Linked DNA regions of Mus musculus: all the other regions are linked to region 1. A link is a contact called in public promoter capture Hi-C data. All regions are on one chromosome and are shown on one strand. Each heading gives the region's core, a stretch centred on a gene start, on an enhancer-like site or on the middle of the called end of the contact. The rest is flanking DNA. Distances are from core to core; before and after follow the strand shown.

Region 1 (6,578 bases), core at 2,765-5,264:
ATTCTAGTGTGAGCAAGTGCCATCTTTCATCCTGACTATGACAGTGGTCTCCTCACAGACTTTGTTTGCTCCTGCCTTAATTCCTCTAGAGAATAAGTAACGTATTGCTTGTCAAAGACTCAGTTTCATTGGAAGCAGATTGGGGTATAGTTCAACATTTAAGATTTTTAAAAATGCTTTTGGTGGGGTGGCGGGGGTTAAGGAAAGATGGCTAAGTGGCTAAGAGCATTGGCTGCTCTACAGAAGAACCCAGATTCAATTCCCAGAATCCATAGGGCAGTTAACAGCTCTCTGTAACTCCAGTTCCTGAGGAGCTGATGCCCTCTTTTAGCCTCTACAGGCCCTGCATGCGTGCAGTGCACAGGCGTACATACATGCAGGCAAAACACCTGTGTACATAAAATAAATAATGAATAAATATGTCTTGCTAAAGTGTTCTTGGGAATCAGTACTCATAAAGGGGGAAAGGAAGCAAGACTGAGCAGGCAGAAGTCAAGTGGTTACATAGACTTTATGAGAGCCTTGGGCAACCATGTTCTGTCCTTTAGAGTTACAGTGACCTTTTAGAATTGTACCTAGTTAGGCTAAGATTACCAGGTCTCTAAGTTCCCACATCAATCATTCAGGGGTGTGACCTCAGATAGGATCTTTCTGAAGAGGAGGAAGACCTTGAAGAAACTGTCCCTTGGCTGGTCAATAATATTCAGAGCAGTAGAAATAGCAGGCATTTTCTCAAGAGGCTTCTGGTTAATTCAGAACAGGGCCCATTGGTCTCACTCAGACTACAGCTCTCACTATCTCTCAGTCCATAGCTCCATATATATATATATATATATATATATATATATATATATATATATATATATATATATTTAAGTAACTCACTAAACCCATTAGCCACCTAGCCTTATCTTGGGCCTCCACACCCACCTCTCCTACTCCTCAATATTCTCCTGTCTGGACACTAGCTGAAGCTCGTGTCGACAGTAAGTGTATTTTAGACATTGGCTATGATCTTTTACCCAGATACTGACTGCTGAATGTTACTCAAGTCTATTTCAAGATTTATTGTATTGAATGGGCCTTCTCTCACCAGCCCGTGCTCCATGAAACTACGGAAGTTTTATTCCTCCCATGAGCATGAGTATAACAGCATCTCCTGGCAGTGCATTACGATGAAGTAGCCTTACATTCAAAGAGACTGGATCTGTATCTGGACCTCACAGCCAGTGAAGAACACATTCTGAGGTCACTTAAGACTCAAGACTGGGGACTGGAGAAATGGCTCAGAGGGTAAGAGCACTGAGCTGCTCTGTCTGAGGTCCTGAGTTCAATTTCCAGCAACCACATGGTGACTCACAACCATCTGTATTGGGATCCAATACCCTCTTCTTGTGTTTGCAGACAGCAACTGTGTACTCACATAAAATAAATTCGTATGATACTGTGTACAGCCTGTACACTTTAACCCACTTTAAAGAAAACATGGTAATGCTGGTGCTGCTGGCATATACACACCTTTAATCCCCCCACTCCGGAGGCAGGGGGGATTAAACAGACAGGGATACACAGGGAAGTCCTGTCTGGAAAGACAAAACAAAACAAAGAAAAATAAAGCAATGTAACTATCAACCTTACTTGCCTGGGATCCCCCATGTAATTACCTTTAAAACCTAATGTAATGTATAGCTGCAATCTAAAATTATATAATTATTAAAATTAATATTATTCTATGGCCCTAGCCCATAATAATGTGTATCATTTGCTGAAAGCAGCAAATGCAGAGGTTAAAATCAATATTATAAAAATGAATATCCAACATATATGTTGAAGATGCATTTGTATATTGACTGATAATATTTGTAGTACTATCTGGGTCAGTTGGAGCCAATGACTGATTTGCTTGTAAACCTCTACTAGAGATTTCTATGAAGTATGTCATTCCTTCCTTAGGCGATGCTTTCAGTGCTGCTTGAAAGACACAGACACACACAGAGATGAAACACACAGTCAGGCAACAGATAGGCACACAACGACAGTCAGAGACACAGGTACAAGTACAGATACAGATACACAGAGACAGATACAGATATACAGATACTGGGACAGATACAAGGACAGGGACAGAGTGGCAAGACAGCCTCCAGTCAGGCACAGATTCAGACTCATACAACAGACAGAGGAAGGAAGCCATAGAGGGTATGACGTACATTTCAAATCTGGACTCACTCTTGGTTCAATGGACCCTAAAGGGAAGTACCTTTATTTGTTTTTGTTTTTGTTTTTGTTTTTGTTTTTGTTTTTGTGAGACAGGGTTTCTCTGTGTATCTCTGGCTGTTCTGGAACTATAGAGATCCACCTGCCTCTGTCTTCTCACTGCAGGGATTAAAGATGTGTGCCACCACTGCCCAGCTTATTTCTCTTTTTAATGTGATGCTGATACATTATTAATTATTAATCAGCATTAATCAGAGTTAATTATTACTGTATTTAATCCATGCAGCACCCAGTTCAATTAATATTTGTTAATACAGTTACTGTAATTTTGAGGGCAGTGCAGCATTCCATAGTAAAGAAACCATGTTTCTCCAGTTGTAAACTATATATATAGTTTGTGGTAAAGTAAAATGACATAATGTCTAAAGTATTGTTATATGCCGAGTGCATATCATTAAGTATGTGAAATTTGTTAGTAGAGTGCTGGGTATATAGTTAAGTGCTCATTGTTAGATACATGGATTGATTTATAGTTAGAGCTGTTTCTGAGGAGCCTGTGGTCAACTAAATGAAGCAAACAATTTACAGTTCACTTTGGAATCCCCAGTAGATATTGTGGGCAGATAACTCCATTTGAAGGAGAAAAACTTTGGCTCATATCTCAGGTGTCCATAACAAAAACTACAAACTGTGTAGCTTAAGCAAGAAAAATTTACTTCTTGTGGTTTGGAGGCCTAGAAGTCCAAAATCAAGGTGCTGGCCTAAGCAAGGCTCCTGGTGTGTTTGTTCCTCTTCCTTGACACCCACTTCTCCCAACATCCTTCCTTAATCTTGCTTCATCTAGTACAGTTTTCATGAAGCCATTAACCTTGTCGTATGTCTTAATATAATACTAATTATTTCCCAGAGGTCCTCGCTCCAAATATTTGAACACTTGGACTCATAATTCCAACTCATTTTGAAGGGGCACAAAAATTCAGCCCATAAACTTTGTTTCGAAAGCAACAAAATGTTTGTATGCAGTGCTGAAGAATACATTTTTCTAAATCTTAACGTTATGCACTGTACTTAAATGATCTTAAAATTCCATTTTATTAAGGGTTAATAAGGAAAATTTCAGTTGAAATCTTGCAGTCCCCGTTTGCAAAAAGCAATCGTCTTTTGTAAGCAGAATCGTCATTCTATTCATCTGTTTGGTAAATGTTTATGCTTTTCCCAACTACGTATAGACTTATTACCATTTACTCTGTATAAGGCGTTGAAAAGAAGGAATACACATATATTTTAACCCTTGCTAGTCTGTAGAAACATATACTTAAAACAACTTTTTAATGTAGATTCTATTCAGTTGGAGCCTCACTAGCAGACTCAGTGGTTCTATCTAGTCAATGTTTCTTCTAGAACTAACGGCAGAGAAAAAAGTGAAGGCAGAGGAAACGAGGGGCAGCCCCTGGGGCCTTAGGCTTTTGTGAGTGAGCCACAGGAGACTCACACTGGGGTGGGAAAAGGCCGTGAGGTCAGCTGCTGTCATCTCCGTAACCAGTCTAACACTTCCAGAAAAAACGAGACATCAGCTCTCTCCAAATGAGTCTTAGCAATGAATATTCCCCCACCCCCACTCCCGCTCCCCGGGTCCAAAACTAAGCTAAGATTAAAAAACCAAGAGTGAAGGAAGACACGCCCAGATAAAAAAGCATCTGAATAGATCCGGAAGACCCCCAACTTCCGTCAGATGAGAAACGGCATCCAATCGGCGCCCGTTTCTTAGCAGCCAATCAGCTCTCACCTTACAACGGTGCTCGGGAAGCAGGCCTGGGCTGTGCTCTTCTCTGGAAGGGGTGAGGTTGTCACTGCAGGGGCCAGCTCCAGTAAGTGGCTAGTGACTGACTAGCAGTGCAGTGCCTTTTTTGTTTTGTTTTTTATTTCTTTTTTCTTGAGCTTGCTGCTTTTCCTTCTCCGCTCATGTAATGCACTCCCTGAACCAAGAAATCAAAGCATTCTCCCGGGATAATCTCAGGAAGCAGTGCACCAGGGTGACCACGCTAACTGGAAAGAAACTTATAGAAACCTGGGAAGATGCCACAGTTCATGTTGTGGAGACAGAGCCCAGCGGTGGGGGTGGTTGTGGCTATGTGCAGGACCTTACCTTGGACCTGCAAGTTGGCGTTATTAAGCCCTGGTTGCTTCTGGGTGAGTAGACTGACTCGCCACTTCCTTGTGGAGTCCTAGGCTGGGTTCCTTTGCCATCAGCTTCCCCTATGCACACTAATTCCCTATGCACAATAATATCAGCTATCCTGATGTACAGTTGAAATGTTTACTTTTTTAGGTTAGGAACAAAATAGGGACGTGTCTGCCCGCACAACCTTCTTCTGAAAACATAGTAGCACTTTGACACCTGATGATTGAGTTTTAGAAGAAATGTTCCTCTGTTTTTCTAACTTTCTTTAAAAGATAATGGGATGTTGTATTTTCTTGTATTATAGAAAAGACTATATCCTTTAAAAAAAATGCAAAAAGCAAGTGGCTCCTTGGCTGTTGAAGGGATGTTGAGGGCACACGTCCTTCCTGTGGCTGCATCTGCTCGTGGTGCCTGTCTTTGGGTGTTAAACACAGGGCTTCTGCTTCATAGCTATGAACCCGATGGTCTTATTTCTTGTGCTATGGAAATACTGAGTTCGTATACAAGCATCGCCCACAGATAACAAAAGAAACAAGCTTGTAAGAGAACTCACTTGTTACCTTGTTGATCTGGGATGGTGTTCTGTAGAAACCAGCCTGTTCCATAAGTCTGCATTGGTGTGCATTTATGAATGAGAAATTAACACTTGGACACAGAACCAGGAGTTAGACACACCCACAATATGAACTATACACAGCATATAATTGTTTTAAAGATCTTCAAATAGGGATTATCTTTATATTACAAACAGGAATTGGCATTAATATTGGTTAAGTAATTTGCACAGGCAATAGATTCAGTAAATAGCAGAGATGTCCAAGGGGATTAGGTCTAAGTCTGACTGACTCTTGCACACCATCATAGTACTATGTTGTTTAAGGCTGGACTTACATTAGGTGTTCCAATTCATTTATCCTCTCAAAACTGCAAAAACCCATCTGCTTACATTATTTTTTAGTTTGTTTATTTTGTGTGCATGTGTGCATAAGTGTATGCGCGTGTAGTGTGTGTGTGCATGGCACTACACCTCCCCAGCTCCTGTCTGCTTTCACTGAAGGGACATCCTATAAGGTTGTTTTGGCATTGTGATTTTTTTTTTTCTTTTGGCAAAACTCAAGTCCCACCATGTATCCTAAGAACTGTCACATACATTTTCTCTAGATTGACTCAATGAATAGGACCAGATAAAATTTGCAGTTTAGAGAAAAGAAAAATACCATCTTCTAACCAATGAAAAGCAGAAAGTGAAGTGACTTTTGGCTGAGCTGGCTAGTTCAGATCTTATGTCTTCATCTAAGAATGAGATTATTTATATTCATACTTTGCAACCCCCCCAAGCGTTTTCTGACCTCCACAATTGATCACCAACTCTATCTCTGTCTGTCCTTTGTCTGTCTTTCTCTCTCCCTCTCACCCCCTCTTTGTCTTTCTCTCTCTTATGTACACAATAAACAGAAAAAAAAGTAAGTGAATAAATTAGCAAATACTTTTAAAAAAAAAGAATCTTAATTGGCTGCAATTAGAGCTGTCTCAGAAGCTGAGAGAGGATAGTAACTAGTTCAAGGCCTGCCTGGGCTCCAGAGTGAGGTCGGATTGAGCAACATAGTGAGAGTCAGTGATAGAGTACTTGCTTCAACGCCACAAGCACACCTAATACACAGCATTTATGTTTATATCAATATTGTCTTAATTTGGAAGTCACTTAGAAAGTAAAGCAACTATAGTCGACCTGACCTGTCTGCTTCAGATATGGAGAGAGAGAGAGACAGAGACAGAGACAGAGACAGAGACAGAGACAGGGACACAGAGAGAGAATTACCAAGGCAGTCAGTGTAGGGTGAAAAGGGAAATAATTTCATTTAAGTTATGTTACAATTTTTTATTATTTTAAAATAGAAACAGAATAGAATAATTAGTTTAAAGATATATTAACTACTAAACTAAAATTAATGTATCTGAACCTGTTTACCCATCCCAACACAGTTAAAACCGAGAATCACCTTTTTAGTCATGAAGTATTTCCAATTGATAAAAGTCACAGGATGGTGAGAGAACAGAGTTTCTGTACCCACCACACATATTTACCAAATGCTCATATTTTGGAAGTCCAGCTTCCAAGTAGACAGAAGCAGAACACACATTCTGCTGACCAGGTTTAGTAAGGAGCCTCTCAGCTTGG
Region 2 (6,578 bases), core at 1,581-4,080, 4.4 Mb after region 1:
ACAAGCCAGGAAAGAAAACCCTTGAGGTTTCTGCCTGCATTTCCTGGTGCCAACCAGTGTGTAGAAATGACCGCAAGAAGGACAGACCCGTGCTTTCCTCCCAGCCATTGTTTGCCAAAGTCCCTTTGTATGTGTGCAGGAGGGCGGTGTTGGGATCTGGCTGGTCCTTGAGCAACCCCTAGCATGTGTCTTATGACACAGAGTGAGGCGAGAATTTATGCTGTTTAACAATAGGTATCATTTCTGCATTCCTGGGGAAAAGCCCCACACTAAGTCAGAAAAGGTACCTTTCTCTTGGGCAGGTCTTCCCTTGAGTGTGTCTGTGCCTCTGTCTAGCTTGGGGGGCAGTTCTCCTGCTCTCCAAGAACAGATGTCTCTTGCTTTTTAACCTCTCACCATCTAGCCCTATGACAAGAAGAAATTCCTAAGTCTACATTAAAGCCAGCTCTCCCCTTTCCTCTCTAGCTGGTTCTTCTTCCACACATCAGCCCATCTCCCTGGTTTTCATTCCTCCTTCCTGCGTTCCTTTATCTTTCTGGGACTCTAAAGACTCAATGGAGGGGAATGGGGAAATGTGGGGAGGGGTCTGACTTGGTTTTTGTTTTTGTTTTGGTCTGGGAAGATGGACCATATGGGTCCTTTCTTAACCAGGGAATGGACTCATATTCTTGGCGTATGTGTCTAGAATCCTGGAAGAGATTCTGGGTAAAATAATGCACCTGAGACGGGTCTAGATGGGAGTGGCAGAGGCCAATCCTGAGGACATGGCTCCCACAAATCAAAGTGTTTCCCAGAGAAGAGGGTCTAGGAGCTGCAGAGCAGCCTTGGGAGAGGGAGGGAAGGACATCAGGTAGCCCTTCTGTCCCACCATCCGAAGGACCATGGACTCACCCCACAAAGTAGGAGATAATCAGCAGCTGAACGGCTCGGTTGATGATCCCAATGGTCCAGCTTTTCACAACCACCGACTTGGTAGTCTCGTAGGTGAAGAAGTCTGATATACAGTTCATACTGAGAAAGTGCTCACAGCCACCCAGAAAGGCTGTGGATGCAGCCCAAGGAGAGAAAAGACCTCAGGACTGGGAGACAGAGATCAAGAACTGGAGTGGGCTGCTTAATGGGGCTTGAGGAAAAGAGCCAGTTCCTATAAGCCAGGCAACTGTAGTCCAGTGCCTCGTCTCTCCTCTTGACACTCTAGAAGCCAACAGTCCAGGGCCAGGGCGGTGGACCACCTTTTTATTCATCTTCACTCCACTCCCCTGTGATGTCACAGCAGGGGTGGGGTCTCCAATCCCGGGCTCCAGATTGCCTGAGATGCAGCTGGCTAGGGCCCTCTGGGACTTATGTTTCATCTGCACTCTGTCTACTGTTTCTATTCTGTTCTCTTACGCGGCATCTCTATCCCAGCTCACCAGCTGCTTTGTATTCTCCAAAGCCCCTTGTAACTGCCCACTCTTGAGTTAGCTCATCTGCCTGAGCCAAGAACTCCACTCTTGAGTGTCTGTCGATTTCTATCTAATAGCACAAATAGGGAGAAAGGGTTCTTGACAGTTCTGTGTCTCCTGGGAGGAAGACACGCATTTCTTACCATCTCCTCCTCTCTGCCCTCCAGCATCTCATTATGTTGTCTAACTTGTTATGTTGCCATGTTTCAAATTCACAATCCTCCTGCCCCAGTCTTTGAGTGTTGTGATTACAGATTTGTAATACTACAAAGCGGAAAGTCGCTTATTTCTAACTCTAGTTGGTTGCAACTCTTCAAGTTGCACAGAAATTACTGAACTCCCTCTCTTTTTAAACCCCGAAGTTATTAAAATCTTTTGTTAGGGTATGTGCTCCTAAGAGGCTGGGCTATTTTAACGATCTTCAACAGTTTTGTCAGATCCTAGAAACGTGCTGCATTAATAGGTTTTCATTATGTCTTAAGCCCAGTTTGACTTAGCTAAATAGTGCTAGCAATGATAGTGGTTAAAGCCACAAGCACCGAATGACAAAACACATTTTTATCTATATCATATCCCAGGACTGAGTTAGCAAGTCAGTGCAGTGATATTTCAGGGAAACTGTGGGCTTATCCTGTCTTTGTGTAGGACATATGCTAGCAATCACTCTAAACCCTGAACCCTCATGATTATAAAAGGCTGATGTTAAAGAGTCTGTGTTCTAGGTTCCAGTTTTGATGGTAATGGACTGACACCCAGTCGCAAATCTTTTGTGGTCTCATTTTTCTCATCTGTAAAATGAGATAAACTCAAGCATCTCTGTCAGACCTGGCTTCAGATTTTGCAAGATGCACTCCGGTGCTATGTGAGGCCATCCGGGCTTCTGCCAACGTAGGCTGATGTGATTTCAAGTAAGTTCTAGCTCAAAGGTAAATCCGACACCACCACTTGAATTTAATGCAGCCATCTGCTAGGCTCTTCCTGAGAACCCACAAATTAGGGATATGGACAGGATAGTGTTGGGGGTAGGTGAACTCACTGCAGAAAGGATCTGATCTACTTGCCAGGGTACAGCTGGAAAGCAAGCACAATCGCCGACACCCGCATCTCCTTTGCAGCTAGTGGGGCTACACCTCTGTATTTTTCTTGTTCAACAGACTCCTTCCCAGATTATTTCACAGGAGGGAGGGGCGTGCATGATTCCAACAAACATACAAACCTGAACACCTAATAAAACCGCATAATTTCCCTTCGGAATCTAGTCTTTGAAGAGCAGCTTGTAACTTTCTAAAGAGTGTTCCCGTTTTCTAGTCAAGAATTCAGCCGCGTGGGATTCCATAGCAAGCCTCTCGCTTTAGCCGACCAGGGGGAGTGCCGACGCTCTAGGCGAATGTACCCGTTGGTCGGCCCGGATGATGCCGTTCTAGCCAAGTCTTCCTCTCTATGGTCCGTGCGCGACTTCCGGTGGCGGGACGCGGGGCTGCGCACGCGGGAAAAGCTTCCCCGGCATCCCTTCCCCCGCATCCCTACCCCCTCCCCTGCGTCCCCCTGCGCCCACCGCCCTCACTGTGCCGTCGCGAGGCTGCAGCTCTTAGAGGTGGGTGGTCGCGATCCCTGGGCCCCTGGTGTGCATGGGCCCCGCTCCCCCGCGGGACGATCGGAATGGATCGATCCGCGTTCAAATTCGCGGGCAATGGGCGAATCCATTTTAAAAGAAGGGGGAGAAACGTAGATTCACGCGGGGCCCCGGGGTGGTGGGGTCTCTGCGATCAGGACACTACCCTCTGAGCGGAGTTGAGGTGCGCTCTCTGAGCGGGTCTCAGGTTCCGCCGATTGTTGCCGTGCCTGTCCGTGGAACGTACCGAGAGGGTGTCGGGTTGGGGTGTAAGCGCCACTATAGGCCTGGTTCTGCACCTAGGGTCCTGGGCCTTGGCCTCAGGAGCCCTGCAGAACGGGTCAGTAAGATCCCCAGGCAGCAAAGAACTTGAGACATACCAGGTACATGGCTGAGCGGAGTAAGGTGGCGTTGTTTCTTGCTTATCAGTCTCCTTCCCGAATTCAGATTCCCACCCTGCTGGACATCTACACAACTAACCAGGAATTGGGGCACAGCATCCAGAGAAGGGTTCGTTTTCTCTGGTGCAGCCTAGGGCTGTGTGCTCAGGCCACCACGGGCAGGTGAACATGGCAGAGACATTGGAGTTCAACGACATCTTCCAGGAGGTGAAAGGGTCCATGGTGAGAATGGCTTGGGCAAAAGAAAGGCAGAGAGGGGGAAAGAGTTCGAATCTATGAACGAAAAGCTTAACTCTGACTACTTTTTTGGAAACAGTGTATCAGTGTGTCCCCCAAGCGAAAACGTGAGCAAAGTCTCAAAGAGTTGCAAGATGTTGAGTTTGTTGAGTTGTATTAGAAAACCAGGAAACTGGGGCCCTTACAGGGTTTCTGATGCCAGAGCCAAGCTTGCAGTCTAGACTTAATGTCTGTTGTGTCTTTTAACTTGATTTCACCACGACCGCTTTTCAATTGATACTCTGGCCATCCTGCATCCCATGGGTAAGGGGTAGAAAGGATCCACTACACACTACCCTGTTCTGATTTTGGGTCTGTATTTTGGGCAGAATGATGGGAGGCTTCGATTGAGCCGTCAGGGTATCATCTTTAAGAACAGCAAGACGGGCAAAGTGGACAACATCCAGGCTGGGGAGTTGACAGAAGGCATCTGGCGTCGGGTAGCATTAGGCCATGGGCTTAAACTGCTCACAAAGAATGGGCATGTCTACAAGTACGATGGCTTCCGCGAATCGGTGAGCGATCTTGTTCTGTGACCCACTTTCTTTGTAACTGCCTTGTCTTTTTTTATTTTTAATCTTCTAGAGACAGTTGGCGTTTCTCTGATAATCATGTTACTGCTCATTTGGGTTCCTCGAAGCAAGGCTGTTGGAGACTATTGAACAAAACAAACAAACAAAAAAAACAGTGTTGTGTATTCAGTACACGTGTCGTGTACCTGGACTCCAGGAGGTTTTCTACCATCTTAACTTATACCATGGTTTCCACTTGCTCCCTCTGTCCTGGCTCAGCATCTTAGCTTGGTGCTCTAGGATTTTGCTTTTCCATTTTGAGCTGCTTTTGAGTTACTTGGTTTTAATATTCACTTTCATCAAAAGATCACCTACACAAAGTTTAGAAACTCAGGTGATGCATGTATCTGGGAATTTAAGTTTCTTTACTACTCTTAGCCAGAGGCCCAGAAAAAAAGTTTTTGTGGTTATTGTTAAAAAATATTTTCAGGGTCTGGAGAGATGGCTCAGTGGTTAAGAGCACTGACTGCTCTTCCAGAGATCATGAGTTCAATTCCCAGCAACCACATGGTGGTTCACAACCATCTGTAATGGGATCTGATGCCCTCTTCTGGTGTGTCTGAAGACAGCTTCAGCGTACTCATATATAAAATAAATAATTTTATTTATTTATTTATTTATTTATTTTTGACAGGGTTTCTCTGTGTAGCTCTGGCTGTCCTGGAACTCACTCTGTAGACCAGGCTGGCCTCAAACTCAGAAATCCACCTGCCTCTGCCTTCCAAGTGCTGGGATTAAAGGTGTGTGCCACCACTGTCTGGCATAAATAAGTCTTAAAAAATAATTTTCATTCGTTAAAAAGTATTTATTTTATCTGTATGAGGCTTTGCTAGCTTGTGCACCATGTGCATGCCCGGTGCCCACAAAGCTCAGAGGAGGGCATTGGATCAGCTGGAACTAGAGTTACAGACAGGTGTGAACCACTGTGGGGCGCTGAGAAGGACTCCAAGGTCTTCTGGCAAGAACAAGTACTCTTAACTGCTGGGCCATCAGGTCTCTAGCACTTAAAAGGTTTTAAGCACAAAGGTTAAGGGAAGGAAAGAGGCTTGGAAGAAGGACATCCTTGAAGAGTAGGGCAGAAGGCATCTGGGTTCTAGAAACAGTCTCCACTAACAAAGGGAAATTGTTTTGAAACAGTTTTGGAGTTGGTATACTCAGTTAGCTGAAGTTCCTGAGGAAGATACATTGGTGACCTGAGCTAGAGACTCTCAGGACCTGTTAGTTGTGTTGAGACCCAGAGGTTTAACTGGATCTGCATTTTCTCCGTTTGATTTACAGGAGTTTGAGAAACTCTCTGACTTCTTCAAAACTCACTATCGCCTTGAGCTAATGGAGAAGGATCTGTGTGTGAAGGGCTGGAACTGGGGGACAGTGAAGTTTGGAGGTGAGTGGGCAAGCTTGAGGTTTGGGGAGAAGGTGGGGTGAAGGAGGGCCTCAGATGGTACCTTTCTGTACTCTTTCCTTGGTTCTGATTGCTAATTTCAGTTTGTGTGTTTAGCATGGGTTTCTCCAGCATGTACGGTCCATCAGGCACTGTGCCTGGTTTTGGTACGGTGTGAACAAAGTTCCTCCAGTCCTCTGACCTCGCTCACGGGCCTCAGGACTGGTGGGGATGCTTCCGAAGCCTCTCGGGGAGGAGTCTGCGATGTGACAGGCTCTTTCCTTACAGGACAGCTGCTTTCTTTTGACATTGGTGATCAACCAGTCTTTGAGATACCCCTAAGCAATGTGTCCCAGTGTACCACAGGCAAGAATGAGGTGACCCTGGAATTCCACCAGAATGACGATGCTGAAGTATCTCTCATGGAGGTGCGCTTCTATGTTCCTCCCACGCAGGAAGATGGTGTGGACCCTGTGGAGGTGAGGTTTCTTCACGTTGGGCTGGTGGAGGTTGCTGAATAGACTTTGGCTGGCTGGCCTGGGAGCAGAGGCCAGCTGTTTGAATACCCACCTGTGTTCACAGGCCTTTGCCCAGAATGTTCTGTCAAAGGCAGATGTGATCCAGGCCACCGGAGACGCCATCTGCATCTTCCGGGAGCTGCAGTGTTTGACTCCTCGCGGTCGATACGATATCCGGATCTACCCTACCTTTCTACACCTGCATGGCAAGACCTTTGACTACAAGATCCCCTATACTACAGTTCTCCGTCTCTTCCTGCTACCACACAAGGATCAGAGACAGATGTTCTTTGTGGTGAGCAAACCCCTCATGGGGTGCCTGGTTTTGCCTAAGTTTTTAGTAGATAAAGGTCATGCTGCCTAGAGGTCCGTG
Region 3 (6,578 bases), core at 1,679-4,178, 4.1 Mb after region 1:
TCACAGTAACAAAACAACACGAGCACCTTAATTTTACAGGATGCTTTTCATCTGGTGATCTCAAAGCACTTTACTCACATTATCTGGTGACAAAGTCCCTTATCCTATTTTATAAAATTGAAGGCTAGAGAATGCCTGGGGCCATTCCACTGAATCACTTGGGTAGCCAGGTTCCTAACCCAAGAGTATAATTGCTGACATAGACCCTTTCTACCACACTACATGCCTAATGATACCTTGGAATCTACAGACCAAGGTTTCTGCTTAAGTTAGAATTTCAAATGAAAGCAGTGCTATTCCCCAACAAGTTGTATACTACTTGATAACAATAGCAGCTATTAAAACATAAAACAGCGAACACCCCAGACAATGAAATACAAATGTGTTCTGGAATTTATCACTTCTGTTCTTACCTAAGACAGAGAAGGCAAAGGAGCCTGCTACTGTCACCACTCGGTTGTGGTGGTGAATGCCTTTAATCTCCGCACTCAAGAAACAGAGGCAGAGCCAGGCGTGGTGGCGCACACCTTTAATCCCAGCGCTTGGAAGGAAGAGGCAGGCGGATTTCTAGAATTCGAGGTCAACCTGGTCTACAGAATGAGTTCCAGGACAGCCAGAGCTATACAGAGAAACCCTGTCTTGGGGAAAAAAAAAAAAAAAAAAAAGAAAGAAAGAAAGAAAGAAAGAAAAAGAAAAGCAGAGGCAGGTGGATCTCTCCAAGCCATCCTGGTATGCATAGCTTCCAGGCCAGCAAGGGCTACATAGTAAGACTTTGTCCCAAAAGAAAAATTTAATAAATAAATAAGATGGGAGAGAGGGGGGAAGGAGGGAGGGAGGGGGGAGGGTTAAGTAACATTAGAAAGAAGGCCCAAAGATTCCATTAAGTTTCTATGGTCCAACTAAAAACCAGATCCTATTTAGTCCTGATTTTATGCTTATTTCTGTTTCCTGACTTTAGGCCTAAATATCTTTATCAACTGGAACAAGCAAATTTGATTTGTAGACAGTATTATTAAAGGAACCGTTTCCCTCAAAACTCCAAAGATAAAAGGAAAATTACCTAACTATTACGTAAAGTGAATCCTATACTATTGCAGGTCACATTTACTACAGGACGAAAGCCACACAGACTAATTCTGCCACGGTACAGTACATGCAATTATGGAACCGCATACTGAAATATAAATGAGACCATCGTCTGAAATGTTAAGATAGATATTAGAAGGGACAAGATAAAATAATTTATTGGGTATAAATATCAACACACCAAGTCTTATCAAAGGAATGTGGTGCAGAAAGAGAAGGGACGAAACCGGAAAGGCGAGTGTGGTTCATCAGTCACAAGCTGGTGTATCCACAACAGTATCACTAAAGTGGACAAGAATGTTCGTGACACATGCTGACTGAGGGGGAAAAAAATCACTGAGTGAAAATATGTATGTATAAAACAAACAATACAGAGCCAGGTGTGGTAGCTCTCGACCTCAATCCCAGCACTTGGGAGGCACAGGAAGTCAGAACTCTGAGTTAGAAATCAGCTTGGTCTTACAAAGTGAATTCCAGGGCAGCAACAGTTATGTACAGAGATCCTGTCTCAAAACAACAACAAACAATTCAAGATGTGTAGTTTGAAGACTTTCATAAGGTTTGATATAAGTAGTTCCTTTGGAGCAGTGCAGTGGACAGCACATGTATTATTTGTTAAAATAACCAAACCTTATAGCACAGAACACTAAATTTGAATATATAGAAATGGAGATGTCATATAGAAGAATGAATACATGCTATGAAGGAAAGATCCAAGAAGAAGTTTAAAAAGAGTATTATTACAGATCGACGTAGGTGCCCAAGTACCTGGCGATAGAATTCTTACAAACACTAGATGAATTTGTATGCATTCATGAGCACCGGACAGATCTGTCTGATACAAAGCAGGCTCACACTGGGATAAAAGGATGGAGATCTAACCTAAGATTATCCTGGACAAGATGGCATTAACCAGGAAGTAAACCCAAGAGGACAAAAATGGTCTGCAATGTAACATGTATCTATTCTACGACTACTTCTAATAACTTTAGTCACTTTCTTGTTTCTCGTTTTAGTGGTTTCATTTGGCCAACTGGTTAAGGAACTTTAAACTTCCCCAGGAATAGACGGCTAGTGATAAAATACTGTCAGATACATTCAAGCCCTACTTGTAAAATAAAGTACAAAGTACTAAAAGCATAAAAGCATGGAGCACCTGGCTGGTGGGGGGTAGGGAGAAGCAGCCGATGGATGGGAGAAAGAACAGGTAACCACAGGACGAAGCTCTAACCAAAATAAGGACCAGTGGAGTGTAGGGCGAGGGGCCTGAACCGCGGAGCGGTAAAAGGAGTACAGTCCCCGGCCGGCAGCTGGAGCAGTGGGAGTCATCACCGGGGGCAGGACTGACTACCCCTGGCCCAGAAAACACGGAATCCACCGCGCGCAGGGCCCGCCGGAGCTGAGAGAACCGCGGGCCGGGGAAGGAAGGGGCGGCGGCTCCGCAACTGGGCAGCCGGGCACCAACCGGGTCCAAGCCCCGGCGGGCGGCCGCGGCTCTCTTAGTCTGCGGGCGTCCGTTTCGGGGCCCGTACAGCCCGAGGAGGGGTAGGGCCTTAACCTCCTCCCCTCCGCGGTCCCCCTTCCCTAGAGGTCACTCTCCCCTCCCACCTCACTAGCCCAGCACTTCCGGTTCCGCAGGGGCCAGCGTCCCCGGTACTCACCCCCGGCGCGGCGCCCGTCACCGCCGCCGTCGTTGTCACCGCCGTCGTTGTCGCCGCCGCCTCCCAGCAGTGCCGTCTGGCCTCTGAGAGGCAGCGCGCGGCCCCCGCACGCTCCACGCCCGCCCCGCCGCCGCGCGCTCCCGACGGCCGACGCTCGCCTCTGTGCGGCCGGCGCGCGGCCGCTGCCCTCAGCCTCCGGTCTGTAGCCTCACGACGTTCCCATTGGCTCCCGGGCGCGGGCGCGGGCGCGGGCGACGTCTCTCGCGGGGCACGTTCTTCTCATTCATGCGGCTCGCGCCGCCGAGCCCGCCCCCGTTCACTCTTCCATTCACCCCCTAACCCCCGCCCCCACGGCGCTCTAGAGCGTGCGCGCGACCGCGGGCGACCGCGGCGACCTCGCCTTCTGATTGGCTGCAGGGGCACGGCGCCGCAAACACGTAGTGACACGGGAGCGCGCGCGCCTGGCCGTCGTGTCTGGCTGGATGGTCGGGAGAGGGGACATGGCGAACTGCGCCGGTTTGGGGACGAGGAACTGGTCTGGCGAGATCTTTCTCTTATTTTGTCCGCTTTCCCATTTGTAGTGTAGTCAAGAAAAACTTTTAAGCAAAAAAAATTCTACGTATGTACCGGAAGTGCTCAAAAACAAGCAGATGCCCTTTCTTAGTTCACCAGCCTCCTCCGAGTTGGCCTGGTACAGTCCTGAAAAGCATCTACGATAGCCAATCACCGTTAAGCCTTTCCGGCTTCCTTCCTTGCCTCTTCATTCATTGGTGTGAGGATTCGGTCGGGCAGCCCCTCCAACACACACACTTTTTTTTTTTTTTTTTTTCTTTAAGGACTGAAACTTTATTTAAAACAATCCGTTGGCGAAAGCGTCAGTGGGGTAAATTCTCAGACCGTGGCAGAATTCCTGAGTGGTGGTATGGCCTCACCTATGGAGGAAGGAGGCGCACGGCCCATTGAACAGTCTGAGGAGAGGGTTCTGTCCAAGGCTGGGTTAGATGAAGGAGCTCGGCTGCTATCCCTAGATTTACAGTGCTTGCCGATGGAGTGAAGCACTGGGAGTGCGCGGTGCGAGGCGTAGACACCTCCACGACTACACGAGGAATGGGCGCCCTGACCTCACCCAATTTGAGAAAGCAGGCTGAAAAGAAAAGTCTTTCTAGAATAGCTCCTGTCCCTGGCGAGCTGCTGGCTAACTCTCCGAAGATCGCGGCACTACATTTTGCCCTAATTAAGCCGAGACGGCTGTGGACCCGGTGGCTTTGCCATAGGGCTCTCCTCTTACAGCTTCAGGCCACCTCTCATTTGTAAAGGAGCTCTGTTACATAACAGCCCTTCAAAAAGATATCCCCGAGCCGCTTCCCTGAAGCGAAGGTCTCGTTCAGGGTTATTTCCAAGTCCTGTCATTGTTTCCTTGACTTCACTTCAAATGTTACTGATTTAACTTTGACACTTCAGCCTTAGGCATCCAGTTAAAGAAAAGAAAAAAAAAAATCTACCCTTTTTTCTTTAGACTCTAGTCTTATCCCTTATCATTTTTACTACTGGCTTAAATGCAGCGTTTATTGGAACCGTTACGAGCATACATGTTTTAAGGAGTGGAACTTTATTTTGAAAAATCCGTTGGCGAAGACGTCTGTGGGGTAAATTCTCAGACCATGGCAGAATGGTGGTATGGCCTGGGCTGTGGCTCACACATCACACATGGAGGAAGTAGGTAGCACGGCCAATAGAGCGGTCTAAGGAGAGAATTTTTAAAAATCTTCAGCATTATGAATAATTTTAAAGTATTATTTGGAGGTACAACATTTACCCTATCAAGTATATTCTGCCTATAAAATAATGTTTCCTTAAGATGGGTCAAATTTCATTTATTTCTCTAGGATTTTAAAGCTTTATTTTCTCTACTTAACAAGTGAAGCATTCTTGATTTTCCTACCTTTTTAAATAGGAAAACTATTTGTTTGAGACAGAGAGAGAGAGAGAGAGAGAGAGAGAGAGAGAGAGAGAGAGAGAGAGAAGGCAGACAGAGTTCAGGCAGCTTTTGGGTGTTGGTTCTCTCTTGGCTTACAGATAGGAGCTCAAGTTGTCAGTCACGCCTAGGAAGTCCTTTCACCCACTGACCCATCCTGCCAACCCAATTTTTCTACAAAGACCTGTGTGAATCATCATGTCTTTTGGCCAGAGCATACTAAATGGAAAAAGGGTTCCATCATCCAACCAGAGGTACTGAATACCTCAGGGTCACTAGGGACATTAGACTACTGGATTGTCAGCCTAATTTTAGCTGGATGAGCACTAGCAGAAGCATAATCACTGTCCCAAGATATAGTGACAATTTTAGATTTTGGTTTCTTTTTTTTTGGAGGGTGGGGAGGGTTGAGACAGGGTTTCTCTGTATACTCTTGGCTGTCCTGGAACTCACTTTGTAGACCAGGCTGGCCCCAAACTCAGAAATCTGCCTGCCTCTGCTACCGCGCCCTGCTGGATTTTGGTTTCTTTAAAAAACACAAAAATATAAGACTGTGTTTTCCTTTTAATTCCAGATGTAGGAATAAGGTGCTGCTTTGGACTCTCTCCAGCAGCTGACTGACTGCCCAGTGCATTATCAGAGGCATGGTTTTGCCAGCTCCAGACAGTTTCTGTGATTGTGTGATGTTTGGAATTCTAGGAACTTTTCAGAGGGTATATAAATGCTAGCGCCCTGGTATTGGTGGTTGTTGGTCATTCAGGTTGTGGTTTGTTAGTAGTAGTGCTCAAAGAAGAAACGAAAGAAAAAAGAAATTAAGATTCTCTCTCTCTCTCTGTCCTTTCTATCCTATCTAGTGATAGGAGGTGAAACTGGGGGGTGGGAGGGGTGGGGAATGAAGGTGGCAAAAAAGAACCCACAAAGGAGCAAAGACACCAAGGCATAACAAGGATTCCATTTTTCTTTTTTTAATAAGATGACTTCTGAAAAATAGTCCAGAGTAAAATGAAGACTAAAACAATGTATTAATTATCCAGATCATCATATTTGAAATAAATTACTTTGACAAATATATCAAATAATACCTAACGCTTTTTCTCTAGTGTCATTATGCTTTTTCAAATCCTCTCTTCCCTTGAATTTTCTCATGATTATAAATTGCCAACCAGTGTCACAGGTCAACTTAGCAAAAAGAATACTTTCTTTTGGCATTGTAGCAATAAATGCTTTTTTTTTTTTTTTTTTTTTTGGTTTTTCGAGACAGGGTTTCTCTGTATAGTCTTGGCTGTCCTGGAACTCACTTTGTAGACCAGGCTGGCCTTGAACTCAGAAATCTGCTTGTCTCTGCCTCCCAAGTGCTGGGATTAAAGGCATGCGCCACCACTGCCCAGCAATTAATGCATTTTTAACCTCTTCACATTAAAATACTCTTTACTCCCTGCCCTCATTGAACTCTCCCTGGAACTGGGGATGAAGCTCAAAGGCAGCGTTTTGGCTTAGTATTTGCAAGGCCTTGAAGCCTTGGCAGAACCTGAATCTGCTAAATCCCCTTTACTGAATTTTTCCCCTAGGTGTTTTTGTTTTTTGTTCTTTTTTTTTGTTTTGTTTTGTTGCTTTTTTTTTTTTTTTAATTTTGTGTGGTAGTAGTGGCACATGTATGGAGGTCATGTTTTTGGTTTTTTTTTTTTTTTTTTTGCTTTTTTTTTTTTTAATTTTGTGAGGTAGTAGTGGCACGTGTATGGAGGTCAGAGGACAACTATGGGAGTGAGTTTTCTGTCAGGTTTGGCAACAGGTGCCTTTAGCTGCTAAGCCATCTTGCCAGCCCTCCACCCCGTTTCTTAACAAAAGTTTCTTGGAAG
Region 4 (6,578 bases), core at 3,034-5,533, 3.0 Mb after region 1:
TTCATCTCCAATAACAAAACTAAATATAAAATTAAATATATTACTAGAGAGCAAATGAGGAAGGAATTCTCGCCCCATTCATCTTTGATGTTTTGTATGCAAGCCTGGCTTTTAACAGCTGAACCATCTCTCTGGCCCTGCATCATTCATTTTGTTGTTTCTTTGGTTTGGTTTGGTTTGGTTTGGTTTGGTTTGGTTTGGTTTGGTTTGGTTTGGTTTGGATTTTGTAGGTGGTGGTGTTTTGAGATAGGGTACCTCTATATAGTCCTGGCTCTCCTGGAGCTCACTATGTAGACCAGGGTGACCTTGAATTCACAGACCTCCCTGCCACCGTGTCCCAAAGACTGGGATGAGAGTCCTTTTCCACCACATCTGGCCACACCATTCATGTTTATGAACACACTTATGGAGCTCTAAGAGACAAGGTGCAGTAGGTACTATTATTCATCAGTAAAGACATCAAGGTCTTACTTACCATAGTCTAAGTTGCTGCTTTCATCATATGATCTTCCATATGAATTCTTTGTTAACTCCACTGACTCACACTTACTGATCCCTGATTTATGTAATTCATCATGGTTTTGTGAAAAAATAAGAACAAGATATAATCACCAATCCTAGGCCATTCATAAACTCCAGAAAAGAATAAAATCCTTATAGAGTTTAGACTTAGCTTCTAAGACAGTAACTGTATTTAAAAAAAAAAAAAAATAGGGGAGCAGGGCAGGGGGAAGGGTATAGGAGGCTTTGGGGATAGCATTTGAAATGTAAATGAAGAAAATAAAAAATAGTAATGCCTGCTAGAGTAGGATTGTCACTAATGTAACTATAGAATGGTCGTGAATGTAATATAAAAACCTTAAGTTTATGGAAAAATAAAAACCTGTGATAAAACCATTCCTACATGGTTAGAAAGAAAACATTTAAGTAATAGGGTTACACCATCAAAGTTGTATCAGAGGACTTATTTTGAGAGTAATACTGGGTGAAGAAATTGGAACAAGATAAAGAAAGTAAAAGCCCCCTCAAAATAGTCCAAGTGAAAATGCAGCCTTGAAATAAGATTGTGCGATTGAAGGCAGGCATCTGAGTTATACTGAAGAGGAGAACAATGTGGCTCATAAGAAAACACTTGCTCACCACATGTAAGGCCTCCAATTCTACCCAAACTGAGGGAGGAGGGGCGTGGCTATGATTTGACTAAACTTGGAGGTTGAAGAAAAAAAAAAACAGTCCACTAACACTTCTAGCTATGGCACCTACATGGAATAGAGACTTTTTTCTTTACTTTTCTTTCTTTGTACAATCATATATGTAAGACCTTGAAAAAGCTCTAAGGCATGAGACATAGTGGTATATGAAGGTGGAAAATAGGAAAAGTTGGCCTCAAATGAGGAATATCAATTGAAGTGACAGAAGCTAAAAACCATTCACTCCTGTGCTAGGGAAAGTGCAGACTCCTAGCACTTATTGCAAGAGGACATGGGAAAGCACCGGAAAGCTATTACTAGGGAACAGGCATGATTGATGGGGGTCATGAAAAGTGGTTTAGGCTTCAGTGAAGCAAAACAATATTTGGAAACTGTACATCTCGACTTCTTGACAAATGCCATAATAGTTATTATAATGGTAGCAAGAAGTATTTCAAACAGAACCAGATAAGTTATCCACTTAAGAAAATGTTATGTCACTGTAGGTTGCGGTGAAGGGTTACAGTACAGAAACTCAAATTGACAGGTTAAAAGAGATTTTACATGCTCTGCTGGCAAGTCTTTTGTCATAGTTTATTTTGGAGGGGAAAATGACTTGAAGGAGACTGTCTGAAAGTCAAAGGACTTGAAGCATTAAATATTTAAATAAAAACACTTCTAGAAGGTACCTTCCCAACTCAGGAGATGAGTCAGCAATTTACATGGTCAGTTAAGTTAGCCTTATTTTTATCAAAAGATTTGGAATAAAATAGCTTCTGCTCACCACAGTGGCAATGTCTATACTCTAGTCCTAAGCCTTACCAGAGTACTACTACCAGAGTACTACTTTGCTGGGGTTTCCATAACAGAGTACTACAGATTTGATACTTAAACAAGATGGAGGCTATATGCACAGAGTAAGGTACTATGCAACCCAAGCTGGCCTTGAGCTTGCTGTGGCCAAAGATGACCGTAAACTTCTGATTCTTCTGTCTCTCCTTCCCAGGTGATGAGATTACAGGCTTGTGCTACCATACCTGGTTTGTATGATGCTGGAAATTGAACTCAAAGCTTTGACTTGCTAGACTCCGTCCTATCCCTGTGTTTGTCCTGTTCCTGTGTTTGCTTTCTTCTAAGGCCTCTCCTTGACACAGACCTTCCCGCTATGTCTTCATGTGATTTTTCTTGCTTCTGTGCACAATATAGATTCTCTCTTATACCAGGGCTCATAACACAAATCTGCAATTCCAGCTATTCGGGAGGCTCAATGGGAGGATGGCAAATTCAAAGCCAGTCCAGGCTAGAAGTTCAAGGCCAATGTAAACAACTTAAGGAGACCCTGTCTCAAAAAAATTTTAAACTCAATTTTTCCTTTTTTTTTAATAAGGACTCCATTCAGATTGGATTAGGTCTATGCTGAAAGTCTCATTTTAACTTACCTATTTCCTTTATAATGCCCTTATCTCCTAATGTAGTTACATTCTGAAGTAGTAGACGTTGTGAGTTTTGAAAACACAATTCAGCCCATAACAGTTCAGTCCATAACAAATTTTGGTTATAAACAACTAAAACCAACTCTAATTTCCATATAAGAGAATATATTAAGAATATTGGTCACATAGTCTAGCATTAGCATGGGATAGGTTTAGTTAGAAGTTAGGAACAAAAGATAATAGTGAACTATGATTTTTCAGCTATGACTGTGAAATTCTAGATTGTTTACAACTTTTCCATACTTACGATTGCCATAAAAAAATTCTTTAAAATTAGAGACATTAAATGAATCACTAAAAAGGGGGATATTAAGATTACTACATTCTGCTACTACAGGAATTCTTAATCAACTTCTGAAGAATAAATAATACAGAAAAGTAAACTGTCACAGTGTTCCACAAAGGCTCCTGTTGAGTTGGGTGACACTCCTAGGGAGAGTGGAACACATGAAGGGAAGTAGATCACTGGGGAAAGCCCTTGAAAGGAATATTGGGTCCCCTGCCCCTAAGTGTCTCTTTTTGCTTTGGTTGCCATCAGATGAACACTGTCCATTTCCCTCATGGTGGCATTAGGGTTCCAAAGTAGTTTTCTGCTTATGAAATTGTTGAAAAACTAATAACTCCCTTCTCTGGAAGGATGATTCTTCTGTTAATCAATGTAGGTAAAACAGTAACCATGCAAAAGAACAGCCATTCATTGTGTGCTTTTTTAAAGTCAGTATTTGGCTGAATAAAAAATAGTAGATTCATTTGCATATCAAAAGCCATACTTTTGGTTTAGTCTACAATATAAACAGAGCCCTGAAGCAAGACTAACCAGGCTGAAATTCTTATCTTGGATTTTACATTTAGCCACCTTTCTTTCTGCGTTTCATCTCAAACAGTGCTAACAGTTAACCATTCGTACCTCAGTGTAGATGTAATGAGTGAAATCGTGTGTGTAAAGTCATTATGGAATTTACCAAACACTTAAACTAACCTTAAATTGGGCTTGGCCCATACTGTTAGGCTAGTTTGACATAGTAAAATAGTGATTTTTTTTTTTCCGGAATCGTTAAGGCAGCCCCCTAAAATTAGTACAGGACTTGAAGAGAAACTAAGGATTTCACCCACTAGGACTCCACGTCTGACGATCTCCAAATGAAACTTTATTTCTTTACGCAACTTCATACTGAAGGTGCTGCATTGCAACCCTGCCCCTCCAGAGGACAAGACAGTAGCTCATAATTGATGCAGCCGCTCCGTGATTACTCAAGATGGTACTGTCCAGTGCTAACTAGATCTAGAACTCTCTACGCCAGGGGTCTATACAAGTGAGGTGAGGAGGCATCACTCGCGGTGCTAATGAAGGACGAAGCCAAGCAAGTGGCAAGCGCCTCACCAAAAGGAGGCGTCACACGCCGCGCCTTTCCCAGTTCCCACGTCTCATCCACGCCCCCTCCCGGCTCGGCGCAGCCGGAGCGCACGCGCAGCTCCACTTCCGGGCGCCTCGCCTCGCGCCCCACAGTGCATAGCGGCGCCGTGCTGTCGCAAAGGCCACATCCGGGCGGCGAATGAGCGAGTCGCTTTCCGTGCGCTGCGGCGGCGGCTGGGTCTTCCTGCTCCCGCCGAGCTGCCGGACGCCCCGACGGTAGCCATCTGCGTCGCAGTCGGCCCGGTGCCCCCCGCCTCCGCGATGCCCCCCAAGAAACAGGCTCAGGCCGGGGGCAGCAAGAAGGCGGAGCAGAAGAAGAAGGAGAAGATCATCGAGGTACGTCCCCTCCCCCTCCCCGCCGCACCGGGCTGGGGCTCGCCGGGCTGCGGAGCGCGGCTCCCCGGGGCCACGTGTCGGCGCCCGGCCCGGTGGGCCCCGACTGAAGTGGTTCTCGCCGCCCCTCATCGCTGTAGTGAGGCCGCTGCGCCCCCGCGCTCGCCGCGTCTCCACCCACGCGCCCGCCGCGCCCACTCGGCCGCCCAGGGACCCCCGGCCCGGCCTTTCGATGCTCACGACTTTCCGCGGCTCCTCGGGCTGTGCCTGAAAAAACAAGCTGAGTGGCGCTCTGGAAGGCCCCTCCTGACTGACCTGACGCCTTGGGTTTGGTTTTTTTCTTTATCAGGCAGTGAGAGGTAGCGCTGTTCATTTTCAAGAGCCAGCGGACTATTTACCACTTTTTTGTTGTTGTTGTTTCTTTTGGTGTTTGGTCCATCTGGAAACTTTCGTGTCAAGAACAGAGGTTTCCCAAAAAGCGTGGCCCAGCGGTTTTGTACAGAATGCTTCGTTCATACATGGAGTCTGAATTAAACGTAGGCTCTGTCACAGTACCTATGTTAAATTGGGAGCTCCCAGTTTACCTACACACACACACACACACACACACACACACACGAGCGTCTTTTAATGCATTGAACTTGTAGGCATTCAGTGAGTGAGGCAAGGTACTGATGTTCTTAAATGTTCCTCAGGTTACAACGATTGTCTACTTGAGTTTCCTTAAGATAGGTAATGAAATTTCACATTCGATAAACGTATTTCTTCCATACTAATCCTCATTTAAAAGTAAATGGTACCTCATAGACTTGGATGTAGTTGGAAGAAAAGATGACTATTTTACAGCATCTGAGTATAAAGTAACCTTTAGTAGGCTCGTTCTTATTAAAATAGCCAGAATGAATGTTTGGGGTTTCGAAATGAGATGTTTGCTTATGATCGTTTTTTTTCAACATTTGATTGTTATAGCCTTGAAAGATAGAAGTGAGAATTCGCCAGGGTTCCTTTATACACGCTAATGAGATTAATCTTTTGTCAGATTGTATGTAGTTAAAGTTGGCTGATTTAATTTAAATAAAATTAATGTGAACACATCTAATAATTTACTGACTGTTGGAGTTCTAAGGTAGAACTGCCGTAGCCAAACATCTGGAAGCAAAACTGTTGCCAAGCAGTGCTGGTGTGTGCCTTTCATCTCAGTAGACAGTTTGCCTGGTCTACAGAATGGCCAGAGCACACAGAGAAACTCTTGTCCAAGGGAAAATAAAAGAAAGAAAAATAATTGTCACCTTTACATCTGAAGAAAAAAATCAGGATTTGGGAGACTTAAATCTCTGGGAATAATAATCTGGTGGCAATTCAATATTGTGCCAACAAAGGACATTCAGAAATAGCATTTTACTTACAAACTACTGAGATTGAATAAATATAAAATAGACCACAAAACAGTAAAATTTCCATTCAAAAATAAATGTTACAAAACATTATAGAATGTATTTCAGGCCACTTGGACCTATAACCACTTTTAATTAATGAGACTAAAGGGTTTTTTGTTTCGTTAATTTTTGTCACCTGACAGTGGAGATGACACTCAGAAGGGCAGAGGCAGGTAGAGCTCTGAATTCAAGAGTAGCCTGGTCTACAGAGTAAGTTTCAGGACTCTGGGCCTGCGCAGAGAAACCCTGTCTCGATCGAAAGACAACAGCAAAATTAAAGTTATTTATAATAGTCTATTAGCCCTAAAAATCATGAATATATTTTGTCTTCCTTCATCTCTAACAAGATTTCGTTGGTTTTCTAGGGGTTGTACCCAAGGCATCACATTCTAGGGGTGAATTCTACCACTGCTCTGTACAGTCTTAGTCAAGAAGGGTTGGTTGGTTGGTTTCTTTAGTGGTTGCAATATTTTTGTTTTTGAAGTAAAGAGAACTCAACTTTAGCTTTCATTAGTGAAGACATCTCCAAAGATACATTCATTAATGCTGACATGGTGGCATACACCTTTAATCCTACTGGGGAGGCAGAAACAGGTAGATATCTTAGAGTTCTAGGCAAACCTGGTCTGCAAAGCAAGTTCCTGGACAGCCTGGGCTCTGTTACACAGAGAAACCAGTTTCAAAAAAAGCAAAACAAATAAGATAAGTGCAT

Evidence for each region. Promoter capture Hi-C pulls out the DNA fragments that hold promoters and counts their contacts.
Region 2: a contact with region 1 is called in a promoter capture Hi-C map of cranial neural crest. The contact joins the promoter of Ssrp1 here to the promoter of Dusp19 in region 1. A contact is called at or near these places in 3 of 39 promoter capture datasets (cranial neural crest, maxillary cranial neural crest and pre-B cells).
Region 3: a contact with region 1 is called in a promoter capture Hi-C map of maxillary cranial neural crest. The contact joins the promoter of Zdhhc5 here to the promoter of Dusp19 in region 1. A contact is called at or near these places in 2 of 39 promoter capture datasets (maxillary cranial neural crest and pre-B cells).
Region 4: a contact with region 1 is called in a promoter capture Hi-C map of pre-B cells. The contact joins the promoter of Zc3h15 here to the promoter of Dusp19 in region 1. A contact is called at or near these places in 2 of 39 promoter capture datasets (cranial neural crest and pre-B cells).

What each region holds. Positions count from the first base shown.
Region 1 is chr2:80,613,200-80,619,777 of GRCm38.p6, forward strand. It overlaps Dusp19 (dual specificity phosphatase 19), which reads left to right and starts at 4,015. Exons shown (of 4, transcript NM_024438.4): 1 at 4,015-4,407. The coding sequence starts at 4,185.
Region 2 is chr2:85,034,290-85,040,867 of GRCm38.p6, forward strand. Ssrp1 (structure specific recognition protein 1) reads left to right here and starts at 2,831. Exons shown (of 17, transcript NM_182990.4): 1 at 2,831-3,039; 2 at 3,505-3,680; 3 at 4,064-4,249; 4 at 5,585-5,690; 5 at 5,976-6,166; 6 at 6,270-6,500. The coding sequence starts at 3,627. It overlaps P2rx3 (purinergic receptor P2X, ligand-gated ion channel, 3), which reads right to left and starts at 1,545. Exons shown (of 12, transcript NM_145526.2): 1 at 892-1,545. The coding sequence starts at 1,010.
Region 3 is chr2:84,712,236-84,718,813 of GRCm38.p6, forward strand. It overlaps Zdhhc5 (zinc finger, DHHC domain containing 5), which reads right to left and starts at 2,929. Exons shown (of 12, transcript NM_144887.4): 1 at 2,748-2,929.
Region 4 is chr2:83,640,295-83,646,872 of GRCm38.p6, forward strand. It overlaps Zc3h15 (zinc finger CCCH-type containing 15), which reads left to right and starts at 4,284. Exons shown (of 10, transcript NM_026934.3): 1 at 4,284-4,433. The coding sequence starts at 4,359.